Linked DNA regions of Gossypium hirsutum: region 1 is linked to region 2. The links are chromatin contacts, called in public Hi-C maps. All regions are on one chromosome and are shown on one strand. The core of a region is the stretch at or near the end of the contact, and the rest is flanking DNA. Distances in the headings are between cores, read along the strand shown.

Region 1 (7,668 bases), core at 635-3,134, 140 kb before region 2:
GCGCACCACAAAAACCTTATTTGAAATGCCCTCCAAATTCAGGCACCATTACCATTTGCCAGGCTAGGGCTTGGGGGCTCACTTCATATGTTATGCACCAAATATTGAAACCAAAACAGACTGATATGTACCAATCTTTGTAGCCAATGAACCCCACATGATTGAGTACCTCTACATCTTCTATTTACTGTGATATTTTTCTTTGACTGATATGCCAAAAAACAAAAGGAAATACAAGCAACAAGAAGCTAAAAAACAAAAGCAAATCAAGACAGATCCGAAACAATGGATTGAATCACAATATTATAGAGGTTGAAGACCCCATTTTCAAAATTTAGATGCAATGCAAGACTTGAACGATACTTCATGGCCATCTTTATTCTTTGGTTTTCGGGATAAAATAATGACAATGGTAACCCAGTTACTAAGAAAGAATTGTTGCCAAACTTATATGGTTGTTACAATGTTTTCAAAGCAAAAGATGGATGCTACTAATCAAATATGAATGTGATTTTGATAAACTAGCAAACAATCACCATCTTGTCCTCACTATTTGAAAGGACTTCTGAAAATATTATTCGGAAGCTAAATCAGATTAATTTAAATATCTAACAACTAGTCATTGCTTTATTTAATCTTCACAAACATACGGCTGTTTATCATTAATTGGTTAGGTTACATAATTACAAGCAAGTTTTAACCATTTCTGGTGGTTTCCAAGTCATATTAAAGTACAAAAGTGCTATCTAAAAATGCATAAAAAAAATATAAATTTGAATGTATTGAAGTATATTATCAAAATAATTTATAGCTATTCATATTTCATCTCTTTTCAAATCCAATATCTATTTAATTCCAACTTTATTTCATTTGAACGAACCAAAGCCTTTTATACAACATTCGGACCCATATGTTTGAAACAATGTTGGTTGGGTTTATTTGCATTTCAAGGAACAGGATAATATGAAAAGAAAACATATATCCATACACCTAATTCAATAATATTGAAACCATGTGCTACAAAAGCAAAAAAGAAGAAATAAATGAATGCTCTATTCTTGTAATTGTACCCAGAAAAGAAATTATTTTCAACTTTCTTTCTTAGAGAGAGATAAGGCATTGTGTTGAGGGAATAAAAATGGGAATAGCACATGCATGTAATCTAATTTTTTAAGAACACAAATCTTACAAATTATATAATAATGACATTTGGTATACCAAATTTAAGGTTCTTTGCCAACAAATTATTTCAGAAACACAAGCATATGCATGGGCCTCCATTCGTCTTTGGAGGAGTGGAATATGCTAAGCAATGGCTTTTCTCACCACATGGGTTGGGGATGCTGCAATTATTAATCTTTGGGTTTTGGTCAAAGGGGTCCCCCTGCATTCTATCTGTCTTTAGCAGCTTTTGTTTGCCTCTGTGTTTTGCATGGAAGGAAAATCCCAATGACAATAAATACATTAGACTAAAAAGTCAGCAAATAAGTGAAGACTTTTCCTATATAAATTAAATATAATTCCTGCTTTTATCTATAATTCTCCAACACTTAAATCTCAAACTGGTAGAGATGACTAAAACATGATGCTTTGTGTTTTTACTGCCATTTTTATGGAAAAATGTTTATTGTAGAAAGAACATAAAAGGAAAAATAAAACCCTGCCATGTGCAGGTTAAGTACCATATTTGAACCCATCAACCTTCGTGAATCATATACTTTAGCACTTACTCAAAGATGGGAATCTAATTTAGATTCATTTTATAATAACTTTTTTCTTTTTGGTTTAGAAAAGCTAGTTTTATCTGGAACCCTTGAGCAATAATTTAATGCAATGAGTAACAAGGCTTGGTTGCTAAGCAAATTAGGTACAGCTTTATTTTTGCTTTAATGGCCAAAACTGCATACTCATCACCTTCTTCTGTTATGAAAAAGCATTTTTCATTTGGTTTTAATTCAAAGATTAATTATGTTTTCACCTTAAGAGCAGCCTCCAAAATCAACTAACAATCAAACAAAGAAGCAGACGCCATAACCGCATCAATATCTCACAAACTTTTTTGCATTAAAAACCCCAACTTCCCTCTTAAGAGAATTAAACATCATGAATTTCCTTCTCTTTCACTCTCTGTTTGCTTTATTTTTTAAAAAATTTCTGTCATAGAAATTTCCTTTTTTCTTTTGTTTGCATGCAAATGCAGCCTGGTATGAAAGCTGTTTGAAGTTTGAAGTAAGAAAAAGAGTTGAACTTGTGCTGTAATTCTGTGTGTGCAGAAAGGATATTCAATTTTGTTTCTTTAGCTCTGCATTTGGAATTTGAGGGAAATATCAAAACATTCCTTGAAACACCCTTCAATCCCAAGGTAAAAACTTCTTATTTCTCAAACTATTTTAATTTTAATTTCTTTTTCTTTTATATTAAATTCAAAAGATTCTGTTTTTAAATAGTGTGAGAATCTGACTTTGACAGTCTGTAATTAGAGACCATCTTGGAACAATCCAAAGTCTTGTGTCTTAGAACAGTCCAAAGTCTTGTATTAATTAAAAACTCTAATTAAGTAGTCTGGCCGAATGGCTGTTGACTTAAAGAATTATTGTAGCCGGTGATAAAGGGCACAATTTCTTTTCACCAATAATTTGTGTTTACATTGACAAGGGGCGGTGTGGTTTCTGGGTTAAGACAAGTTACTGAAGAAAAACAAATGTTGGGTGAATTTAGCACTAACCCATGATTAGTTTGTTGATTTCGGACAATGATGTTGGGTGGTCCTTATACCAACAGAAGCTTCATTGTCAAACCGTTTGAATTAGTGATAGGGAGCTTAAGTAAAGAAGCAAGCGTTGCTGATGTTTTGATGGTATTATTTGTAGCAATTTGAATTTTGGTGAGTGCAGTTGAGAGATGGGGATGGATGGTGGAGAAGAGCAAATGCAAGAGCCAGCAGGCTGCAAGGAAAGAATTTTCGTTTCGGTTCGTTTACGCCCTCTCAATTACAAGGAAATAGCTAGGCACGATGTATCAGACTGGGAATGCATCAATGATAACACAATTATATACCGGAACAGCCTTTCGGTTTCCGAGAGATCAATGTACCCAACTGCCTATACTTTTGGTAAGAGTTCAGATTTCAGTTCTTGTATGTTTGATTGCATTCCTCAGTCTATCATTTATTGGCATTTTTATCATGTATGGAGATGAGACCAGCATTTTCTAATAGTGATACTCTTTTCATTTCATGGGTCGTCTGCCGATTTTAGACCGAGTTTTTAGCCCTGATTGCCCCAACCAGCAAGTGTATGAAGCAGGAGCAAAGGCAGTTGCTATTTCAGTTGTCAGTGGTATAAACTGTGAGTGCATCTCTTTTTAGACTCCCCATACCTTCCTGATCTCCTCTCTCAATTCTTTAACATTTAACTATTTTTCAGCGAGTGTTTTTGCCTATGGACAAACAAGCAGCGGAAAGACATATACGATGATTGGAATTACCGAGTATGCCATGACAGATATATATGACTACATACAAAGGGTAATGAAGATGCAACAGTTTTGTTGCTCACTCCTAGTTTTTCTTTTCCATTGTGTGTCTCCCTTTGACTAAAAACAAACTGTACTTTTTCTGTAGCACAAGGAAAGAGAGTTTATCCTGAAGTTCTCAGCTATGGAGATTTATAATGAATCTGTCAGAGACCTCCTTAGTGCAGACAGCACTCCCCTTAGGCTTCTAGATGATCCAGAAGTGAGTTCAGTCATTTGTTTGTAAGGAACTAGTTATCTTATGGACTATCTCACTAACAGAGCTAATTTGATAGAGAGGGACCGTTGTTGAGAAACTCACCGAAGAAACACTGCAGGACTGGAATCATTTTAAACAGCTTCTATCTGTGTGTGAAGGTAACAAATTGTCTCAACCAGTCTCCCTTTAACTCGCTCATGACTGTATTTTTAAGCATGTCTTGGTGCACATCGGCAGCTCAAAGACAGATAGGCGAGACTTCTTTGAACGAGACAAGCTCTAGATCACATCAAATTTTGAGAGTGGTAATGTTGTCTGTTTCATTGCGAAACTTCAAGATATTGTTCACTTGACAATGATTATATTCTATTTTAGTTATTAATCTTTATTCATGTGGTTATGTCACTCATCAGATGATAGAAAGTTCTGCACGAGAATTTTTAGGCAATGGAAAATCAAGTACCCTTGCAGCCACTGTGGTATGAACAATATATACTTTTCAGTCAAGGATTTGTTGTTACAACAGATATTGGGAAAGAAACTTATGTTCTCATTCTTTTATTGTCTAGAATTTTGTTGATCTTGCAGGAAGTGAGCGTGCATCTCAGACATTATCAGCTGGTGCTAGGCTGAAAGAAGGTTGCCATATAAATCGCAGTTTATTAACGCTTGGAACTGTTATCCGTAAGCTGAGGTTAGCTTATTAAAATTTTGTATATATTATATATTGAACCAAGTAATCATTACCATATTGTCTTATAAACTTATATTTGACTGCAGCAAGGGAAGAAATGGGCATATTCCGTTCAGAGATTCAAAGCTGACCCGTATACTTCAGTCTTCCTTAGGAGGCAATGCTAGAACTGCTATCATTTGTACCATGAGTCCAGCAAGAAGTCATGTTGAACAATCGAGAAACACCCTCTTATTTGCAAGTTGTGCTAAAGAAGTGACTACCAATGCACAAGTCAATGTGGTCATGTCGGATAAAGCATTAGTGAAACAACTGCAAAGAGAATTGGCTAGACTAGAGAACGAGCTGAGAAGTGCAAGAACAACTTCGATTTCCTCTGATTCTGCTGCATTGCTAAGAGAGAAAGACCTCGAGATTGAAAAGGTTCAAGTTGCATTGTTCTTCAGTCTCTTGCATCACTCATTGAATAGTTTTAGAAGCCTGGCTGGTGGATATTTCTTACAAAATAGTTTTTAGCTGGCAAAATTTCAAATTCATCCTTATTTCAAGAATATAGATAAAATAATGAATTATTCACTTTACCTGCATGCTTCATGCAGCTAAAGAAAGATGTGGCCACACTGAAACAGCAAAGAGAACTTGCTAGGTCTGAGGTTGAGAATCTGCGACAAGCGGTAACCAATGAAAGTCCTGAAGATGAAAAACCAGTGAAAATATGGGTTTGTGTGAATTACTACAGCATTTGATGCTTCTTTTAAGTTCACTTCTACATACAAAGTTTAACTTCTAGTTCTACATGTCCTCCTCCATCAGGCAGGTCCAGATCCTCATTACCCTAAACTGAGACTGCAAAATTCGTGGGACTTTGAACATTCAACCATTGGTACACCTGTCATGGCCGTTGGTGCTAGATCCTTCACCCCTTCAGATAGACAAAGCTGCAGTTCTGAAGAGAGCTTCCTCCAGCTTTCTGACTTTAAATTGAATATACCACATCCCAGTTCCTCTCCGCAGCTATCACCTAAAATTCCTGATTTTGTTGGAAGCAATATGCCCCAGGAGGAGAATGATGAACTTGTTGATGAAAATTCAGAGGCACTTTGCAAGGAAGTTCGATGCATTGACTCGGGAAGGTCAAGTATGAATAGATATTCAGACTCAAATTTGTCAGAATCTAGCCCAAAGAACTACCAAAACTATAATAGGTCATCTCTAAGAGAAAACAGAGCTATTTCCGGATTGATGGATGTTGGCAATGAAAATAGATCAAAGCGACAATCCGTGTCACTCCAATTGAAAAGCAGTAACAACCACCCAGATATTGCTTTTCCATCTCCTGAAAAATCATGTTTATGGCAGCTAAAAGAAGAAATATCTAGCTGTAGAAGCTTGAAATTAACTAGGAGTATAAGTTGTAAAGCGAGTCTAATGACCAGTTTGACCTCCCAATGGATTGAAAGGCTAGGACAGGATGAGAGCACACCTCCCATGGGGGATGAGAAAGATTTCTCTGGAAGACCAGATAGTTTGCGGGGAGAACTTCCTGCATTGAAGTATGATCTTCAGAACGAGAGGTTGTCTAGAAATGGATCTCATAGTTCTTCAACTAGTGCTACTGAATACAAGCTTGATGCCCCGATAGCAAAAAATAAATCTCAAAGTTCTGGCATTGAGCATATGCCTCCGGTTGTCCCAACTCCAGAGGATCAGAATAATACTGTTTTCTCTACTTCAATGGGAGGAACAGAAAAAATGTGTGATCCTAAGTATGAGAAGCAACTTTCGGATCATGCGGTCAGTGTTTCATCTTTTTAATCAACCGTCATTAATTGCATAATTAAAACAAGAGATCCATGCTAAATAGTAGCCATCTTTTATATGCATCAGAATTGCATTCTAAATATGATATTGTTCATGCATGACAGGTACAGGTCACAGAGCCCGTTTTACATGGCAAGGATGTTAAAGACGTCGGATTAGACCCAATACCAGATAACCATGAAAGCTCTTCAGAATGGCCTTCAGAATTTAAGAGGCTTCAAAGAGAGATCATCGAACTCTGGCATGCTTGCAATGTGTCACTGGTCCACAGGACCTACTTTTTTCTACTATTTAAAGGAGATCCAAAAGATTATATATACATGGAGGTGGAATACAGGAGGCTGTCATTTCTCAAGAGTTTATTTTCCCATGGTAATCAAATGGAGGTGGCAAATGAACAAGTCGAAAACCCTGCTTCAAGGTATACTTGATTCATTCTCACCTAACAAGTTCAGAGTAGATTTTGGAACATTGGTGATAAGCACCCTTTTTAATCCAAAACAACTTAATTATCTCTATGAATATGTTGTAAACAGCGCCAAGGCTCTACGTCGTGAAAGGCATATGCTGAGTCAGCAGATGAGCAAGAGACTGTCCAATGAAGAAAGAGAGAATTTGTTCATTAAATGGGGCATCGGGTTGAACACGAAACATAGGAGGTTGCAGTTGGCTTACTGCTTCTGGACTGACTGTAAAGACATGGATCACATTGCTGAGAGTGCGGCCATTGTTGCAAAGCTGGTTGGGTTTGTAGACCCAGAGAAGACTTTTAAGGAAATGTTTGGGCTCAACTTTACATCAGGACAACAATCAAACAAGAGAAACCATAGCTTGAAACGCATTGTATTGTCTTTCTTATAAGTGTTATTTAAGCTAGCTTTCATACAAAATTTTCTCCTGTTTGATTATCCCCACCGATTTGTTTCATTCACACGCGCACACACACAGACACACATATACATGTATCTGTTTTACTGTCTACAGACTTCAATTTTGAATTTTCTGAGTCTGGTTTTAATATAGTGCTAGAGTTTGTAAATCTTCTCAAATTCGCTCAAGGTTTTATCAATGGTTGTGCTTTTTTATTTTTTTAATGAAAATCACAATCTGGAGATGGGGAATGATTGTCACCTTTTTTTATTTTTTTATATGTAGTCACTATATAAATGTTTTTAATGAAATCCTTTTGAATACGCTGACTGGTTAACATCAGAAATAATTGTTTTTTTTTTAAATCTCATTGGTTTTTTTAAATTTCGAAATTGAACAAATTAGTACATTTCAAAAAAATTGAAGCAATTTAAACCATGTCAATTTCGAAAGTGAGTAACTAAAAATAATTAATCACCGCGTTAAAAGTCTTCCATCAATTGTACATAAATTGGTTTGGTATAATAACAAATTCATCCTTCAATGTTTG
Region 2 (7,589 bases), core at 3,368-5,867:
CTCATCATTCATATGGCTAAAGGGCTTTAAAAATATTAAAATCTGTCAAAATTTTATGGGTAAAAAGTCATTGTAAACAAATTTTTGAAAACAACTCAATTGTGATCAATTGATTAGGTGTTTATTTTTTTTTTTCAGTTTGTTTAAACTTGTGGATGAATCGACTGTTTAGCCGGGTCTAATTTGAATTTGAGTAAAAAAAATTATCTTTAAAATGATTCAAATTAGGTTGAACTTTGAATTTAAATGGAAGAATTTTTTATTTAAAATTTATTTATAAAAATAAATATCAATATAAAATTGTTTTTTAAATTGGGCTGTGAAAACCATAAACCAAACGCGACACGTACACAACAACAAACAAAGTACCAATATACTTTTAAGTCGTTTCTGCATTTTTTTTTTTTTGAAGCTTTCGGCAATGGGCGCCTCTGAATCGTCTCTCGCAGCTTATTCACTGGTAAGTTTCCGGTTTGTACAGATATTTTGGTACCTCACAAGCTGGGTTCTTTTGAGTAATATCTTAATTGTTTAATTAACATTGATTATTGGCAAAGAGTTCGGCCGATCAAATCTCCACTATTTCTCAGCGATCGGAAACAGTCGATCCGATTTTAGAGAAGCTTAAATCCCTTAGAATTGTAAGCTTTATTCTTGAAATTTGCCCTTAATATTTCACCCATAAAATAAAGACATTTAAAGAGTTTCCTTTTCTTTTGTCATTTTTTTCCTCCCTTCGAATTATAGACATCTCCTATACTGACCACACCGCCAACGGATGGTAGCTTAACGGACATTTTAGTGCGAAGACCGTCGTCATCTTCATCTCAAGGTGGGCCTTAAGTGAAAAAGCGATTTGTTCTCTCAATTGTTTTTTTTCTTTTCATTTTTGGAAATTTCTTCACTTTTTGATTGTTTCATAGCCTTAAATTAGAGTTACTAGTGCAAACTCCAGATAGATGAAGCCTTTTTACTTGAATTGGAACTGGTACTCGTTGTAATAGGTTTCAATTTAAATATCTTTTTGTTCTTTCCGGAAACAAATAGGGATTGTGCTATTATTTGTATAGCAGGGGCCCAAATCCTGTCTATGAAACATTTAGCTAACAGTAGGCAACTGCTATTTACTATTTCATTCATAGTGAAATGTAGGTTGCTGTCGTGGAAGAATTTTGTGTGATGAATGTTAATAAATGGTAAGATCACATCATATCTTACTGTCATCGAAATGTGTTATTTTGTAACTTTTTAGTTGGCTGAGTTGAGCATTTACAGGTTATCGAAACTCATAAGGCAGGCAATGAGCATAGATTAATTAGAAGACTAGCTTACCCTAGGGATTAGTATCAATTAGAGTAATGCATTAGATTCTATGGAATTCAAACAAGATGGATTTTTGTCTTCTCTGCATTTTTGTGAAACCATGTAGGGGGCATGTAATGTTACCTCTCGTAATGGAGTTACCAAGATGTAGGACATGTAGGAAGCATTTAGTTCGAGAATATAATATTACCATTGGGACATAGGATTACTTAGCACATTACTTGGCATGCTAGCTTACCTTGTTTTATTCATTAAGTTGGAATATAATATTTTATTATTTGGCTGTAGGATATTAGATTACTTAAAAGCATATTTTACTAAATTGTCTTTAATTATAAATAAGATGAACATAGTTCAAGTTAATTAAAAACACACACTTATAATAATAACTAATTGGAAATTAAGGTAATATAATTGACAAAATGTAATATAATTAAGGTTGTCATTATCATATGGCATTAGGTTGTAAAGGGATTGAGTTTATATCTTAAATACAGATAAATTTTAACTTTGTTTTGATTTTTTTTTTCTTATTGTAATTTATATTTTGCTCAAGAGATGTCAAAATTAAAATATTTTTTTATGATGAAAGTAAAATATTTAAGAAATGGTGTATAACATGTAATGAAAAGAGGCAAAATGACTTAGTTATTAACTTTTAATTTGGTAAAAACTTTTTTAAAAGAAAGGAAAAAGATTAAGATTAAGTAAATGAATTAGGTTTGGCAAATTAAAAATGAGTTGCAAATACTTGAACCCAAATCTGAATCTTAACTTGAAAATGATTATATTACGTTTGTTAATAATTAAAAACAATTACAGTGCATATATTAATTTAGGGGATAAAGTTATAGTTTAAGGGTAAAATGATATGTAGAAATAACATTCCTTAGGAATCTTAAATTACGTAATTTTCGGAATCTAAACAGTTGAATGTTATTCCAGAATCTTACACGGGGATGTAAGATTCCTTGAACCAAACGCTTTTTATTGTTAATATAAGCTGCGCCAATCCCAGTTTAGGTCCCATTAGATTAGCATGTTAAGTTTCTTGAGTTTACATGCATTGAAGGCTTTTTATTCACTTTCTTTTCTTTTTTTATTTGCTTACTATCAGTTCAGAAAGAGAAGATGAACATAACAATAGTGCACAGAATACTGTTTAATCACAAAGTTATGCACCTGTACATTGGGCTGCAACTGGTTAATATGATCTTGAAGTGCTACAATATTCTAATATTGTTGTGTTGTTGTTACAACTTATTCTTTATTGACTATCAAAATAGCTGCTGTAAATCCAAAGGTGTTCCTGGAGCTGTTATCAGCGTACCGTGATTGGCAAGAGGAGAAGGCTCAAACGATTTGCAAGAAGCAGGTGTGCCATCCCCTTGATAAATTTTGTGAGTTGGAGAACAATTGTTGCAGTCGCATGGGTGGGTTAGTTCTGCTGTGGGTTATTATTATCACATTCCAATAAACTTAAGATCCGATTAGTAGTTTGCTGTTGCTTGAATTTATAACAATTATGGTGTACATAGTCATTTGGACAAAATCATTGCAGGAGGATATAGAATACAAAATAGAAGTCGCTGACGCTTTGACAGTTAAACTTCTCCAAAGTTTAAACCACTCAGTTTCCACAATGAAGACTGCTTCACAACATTTAGCAGAAGGTAATTCAACTTTTGTACTGAATAATAAGAGTGTGTGTAGAATCTGATTAAGCTACTCTTGTATAATTCGTGTAGTTCATACATTGCAAGTGGAGCTTGGGGAGCTTAAAGAAAGGTTAACTGAGGTCCTCAGCAATTATGAGCCACTGTGCAACAGAATAGCCTCAGGGGGACCTGAACCTCTTCGATCTATCAAGCCATTTGCAGTTTCCACTTCAAACTCGACTAGCTTATCTTCAGGTAAGGTAAACCTATGAGTCGAACTTCAACGTCCACATTCTCCCAATTAGACTAACATTTTTTTTTCTTTTTAATCTCATCTGTAAATAACTGACATTCTTTTACCCTTAATTCTTTCTTCATTGAGATTGATGTTTATTTTGTGCTCCATACTAACATTCCGTCACAAATCACAAGATTCAAGCTTAATAATGAAATGAATGAACCAAACAACATAAAGACTTAAATCAAACGTCATATGAAATAATATCTTCTATATCATGCAAGTAGAAAATCTGTAAAAGGCTCTAAATTAAGGTTGTTGCTGGGCATCCATGTAACCAGCATCAACTAACACTTTCTCTCTCTTAGCCATCTCAATATCTTCATCAACCATCATCTTCACCAACTGCTCAAACCCAACTCTGGGTTTCCACCCAAGAACCTTTCTTGCTTTTCTTGAATCACCTTTCAAATTATCCACCTCGGCCGGCCTAAAATACCTCTTATCAATCACCACATGATCTTTCCACTTCAACCCAACATAACTGAATGCCACTTCTAGAAACTCCTCCACCGTATGTGACTCCTCCGTTGCCACCACGTAATCGTCGGGCTTCTCTTGTTGCAGCATCATCCACATAGCTTCCACGTAATCCCCGGCAAAACCCCAGTCCCTAGAAGCTTGTAGATTCCCCAAAAACAACTGGCTCTGTAACCCAATCTTTATCCTGCCAACGGCCCGAGTAATTTTCCGGGTCACGAAATTCTCTCCTCTCCGCGGCGACTCGTGATTAAACAGAATTCCATTACAGGCGAAAATCCCGTACGCTTCCCTGTAATTGACAGTGTACCAATGCGCAGCGCATTTGGAAGCCGCGTATGGAGATCTGGGGTGAAACGGGGAAGCTTCAGATTGAGGCGGAGGAGTGGATCCGAACATTTCTGACGATCCAGCTTGGTAATACTTGATATGGGTCCGACCCGTGTCGGCAATATGGGATCGAACGGCTTCCAACAAACGGAGGGCTCCCGTAGCCACCACGTCGGCAGTGTAATCAGGGATTTCAAAAGAGACGGCTACGTGGGATTGGGCAGCCAGATTGTAAACTTCATCGGGTCGGATAGTGTCGAGCCAACGACGAAGAGAGGAAGCGTCGGTGAGGTCAGCGTAATGGAGCTTCATCCGAGCCTTGTGGGCGTTGTGGGGGTCGATGTAGATGTGGTTAATCCGCTGCGTGTTGAAGTTGGAAGAGCGGCGGATCAAGCCATGGACTTCGTAACCTTTGTTGAGGAGGAACTCGGTGAGGTATGAGCCATCTTGACCGGTGATGCCAGTGATCAACGCGATCCTGCGGCCAGAAATTGCGTCGCCCCTGGAACTCTCATTTTCGCTCGCCATTTTGGAGTTCAAAATAGATAAAAAGGGAAGAAGACAGGGTTTCTGAGTTTCAGTGGTTTTAGCGATAAGTGGGCTGGTTTGGTAGGGGAGAAAGAGGATCAGGATACAATGGTCAATTACAATATCCTTGCGAGGTTAGCTAGAATATGATCCATTTTAAACCGTCTATATATGTTTTTCTTTTTTATTAATATTATATATTTTTTTGAGCCAAAACTATTTCTATTTTTGTTTTAGATTTATAATTCTCCTCCTCAATCATTTAGATAAAATCAATTTCATATGTACAAAATATAAGTTAAATTTAAATACACAACTTTTATATATAATTAGATTATAACATATATGTAGAAATTATATTTACGGAAAATTTATATAAAGTTTTAATTAAAACGATAAAGTTAAATCGTTAAAGATTAGTACCCTCTACACTCGATTCAAATGGTGATTGTCACATTTCGTTGTTGGAGCAACACAAACTATTTTCATTCATTTTGGTTGAAAACAAACCAATAAATGTGGTATAATTCATAAGTTTCACGTTATACAAATGAAATACTTATATGTGAGATCAAATGGGCCCACACAATAATCTAGGGTCATATGAAGTCAAACATAGAGTCACGATACGAATCATAATTCAAATTATCAAAATGGAAGGTTTTGGCTCAAGATAATGAAGTCATGTCTCAAGACATGTCTTCTCTATTTTAGACCCATAGTTTCGAAGTATATTAGATAGAGTAGTCGAACAAAAATATAACAAAAGTGGAAATTTGAGTAAAATGTGTAGAGTATAGTGGTTTGTGCTTGAGAATGATAAATGGTCACTATTGGTACCAAGTGAATTATGGCTAAGTGTAAAAGTAAAATTGTACAAATAGATGTGATTATGTAAACTATGTCGAGAAGTGATTTAATCTTAATAAGTGAATATATGAAATGATTATTGAGTGTTAATGGAAATTGCTCAATAAGCTTTTAAAAAGTTTGAAAAGTGATTACTATATGAACCTTTGAAGTGCTCAAGTGATTAAAAATTGCTTTAATAGACTAAATAGAATAATTAAGGCATACCATGAATGTACACATTTATTTATTGAAGATAACGAAATATGTCTTATAGGATGGCACACAAGTACACGGTAACCATTTTTTCAGGGTGTTTGCATTGATGCGCTATTAGCACAATACGTGTCAGGGTATTCAATTGGAACCCCAAATATCCTATTTGCATTGTATGCATGTCTTGCTATACAAAGTAAAAGAGGGAATGATATACTTTAAATGCGGGACTATTGACTAAAGAAGGTATATAGTGAAACAAGGGTGATGGGCTTTAAAATTCCAGCTTGTTGATGCAAGTTAAGATCCTCCAAGCTCGTTCATGGCCAATATTCACGTTCTTGAATTAAGATTTTCAAGAATTGAAATCTGTTGATATTTGTCTAAGATTTGGTTTATTGATTTTCTTGGAACCAAAATTCGAAATCTTGATGGCCTTTAAGCTCGAACTCCATCCCTTAAGTCACGAATTCTTGCACGAACACAATCAATTTAGCTCAGATTGCTTGGTCTTTGATCTTGTAATTAAGTCCATCACTTGAATGAGCTGGAATTTGAGCTTTGGTGCGCGCATCAACACCTCCAATGACATCCAGTTTACTCCAACTGAGGAGTTGGAAATCTTCCTGTCATGGATGAAAGCCCACTCTGGATATTGTTTAGCTTACTGCATTTATGCTATTGACAACACTTATTTTAACTTCTTATGCTAACTGCTTGGAAACACATGACGAGAACCTTGCTAAACTACACCTCCTACAGGAGATACTTATTCACGAAGATCAACACAGGTGAAGACAACTTCTGTCAACTGCAACAAGGAAGCAATCAAGTGAGACACTGGAAATATGAAACTCTGCTCTCAGATATCAGAATGCTGAAGGACAGGCCAGGATCCTCATTCCGTTCACAGCAAGTACAAGCTGGACATACATGCAACACCGAGCTAGACAAGCTGCTCAAGGGTTGCTTTCAGGGGTTGAATTGCATTTACCTGAATGGTAGTTTCAATTAAGAGCCTAACTGGCAGAATGTTGGAAGCTTTAAGTACTAAGAGAATGAAAAAATGGTATAGGAAAGGTTATAAAGGAAAAAAGAATGACTATTCCAATGGAGGAATTTTTCTATTCCAATGGAGCAATTTTTTGCCTGTGAACCGAAGTGAGGTTATTGCATCAAACGACCCTGGTCTACATAATTATTGAGACTGACCCTAAAAACATAGAATTTAATGCCTCAACAACTTGTCCCAAGCATTTATGTCATTGTCGTGTAATTTCAGAATATTCTTGGATACAATTTCCCAACACACTGAACTAATAGCATGTATATTAAAACCCTAAACTGATAAAGTAAATTTACTTAAATTTGACTTTACATCAATAAGAATAACTAACCTTTTGACATGAATAGCAAGGGAATTACACTGCAAATAAAACAAAACAAGAAAAGCTTTTGATGAGCTATTTCTATGCTTACGAAATAGAGTCAACAATTAATACATCGAAAATGAAGGCTTTACTCTGCGAATTACTATAATATTCGACTTAATTAACCATCCAAACAATCAAATCTATGCTAAGCTCATCTAAGGTTAAAAAACCCACAAAATCGAGTCGCTCAGCCCCAAAAAGGCACATACTGATTTCATTCATCTGAAGCACAACTCCAATGGTCTCAGCTATACATCTCTTAAAACAGGCCAACCCCTCCTAATAATTCCATTGATCTTTGCATCAATCTGCTTTTGAATCCTTTGAGGGCAAAGCTCCGCAGCATAACCGTTAAGTTTTGCTGCTAGGTTAGACACCTCAAGTTCATCTTCAGGCAGGTTTCCTATCAGCTGTAGAAGCATCGGGTGGCGTTTGAGCTCAAATTTCTGCACATTGAACCAACATACCAGTCAC

The links. Hi-C and Micro-C count contacts between places; a contact is called where the count stands out from the background.
Region 1: a contact with region 2 is called in a Hi-C map of leaf, with 4 times the contacts expected there. The contact joins the promoter of LOC107926927 here to the promoter of LOC107920531 in region 2. A contact is called at or near these places in 18 of 34 Hi-C or Micro-C datasets (anther, callus, fibers and 4 more).

What each region holds. Positions count from the first base shown.
Region 1 is chrA12:14,161,542-14,169,209 of Gossypium_hirsutum_v2.1, reverse strand. It overlaps LOC107926927 (kinesin-like protein KIN-7H), which reads left to right and starts at 1,884. Exons shown (of 14, transcript XM_041083993.1): 1 at 1,884-2,362; 2 at 2,871-3,112; 3 at 3,258-3,347; 4 at 3,426-3,526; 5 at 3,623-3,736; 6 at 3,810-3,891; 7 at 3,971-4,038; 8 at 4,147-4,212; 9 at 4,303-4,427; 10 at 4,514-4,850; 11 at 5,027-5,146; 12 at 5,241-6,221; 13 at 6,353-6,669; 14 at 6,785-7,297. The coding sequence starts at 2,902. The coding sequence ends at 7,109.
Region 2 is chrA12:14,022,094-14,029,682 of Gossypium_hirsutum_v2.1, reverse strand. It overlaps LOC107920531 (GDP-mannose 4,6 dehydratase 2), which reads right to left and starts at 4,617. Exons shown (of 1, transcript XM_016850282.2): 1 at 3,474-4,617. The coding sequence starts at 4,617. The coding sequence ends at 3,529. LOC107926901 reads left to right here and starts at 328. Exons shown (of 6, transcript XM_016857852.2): 1 at 328-460; 2 at 558-641; 3 at 748-832; 4 at 2,610-2,698; 5 at 2,885-2,996; 6 at 3,072-3,374. The coding sequence starts at 422. The coding sequence ends at 3,253. LOC107926889 (peptide methionine sulfoxide reductase A5) reads right to left here. Exons shown (of 4, transcript XM_016857843.2): 4 at 6,927-7,108. The coding sequence ends at 7,022.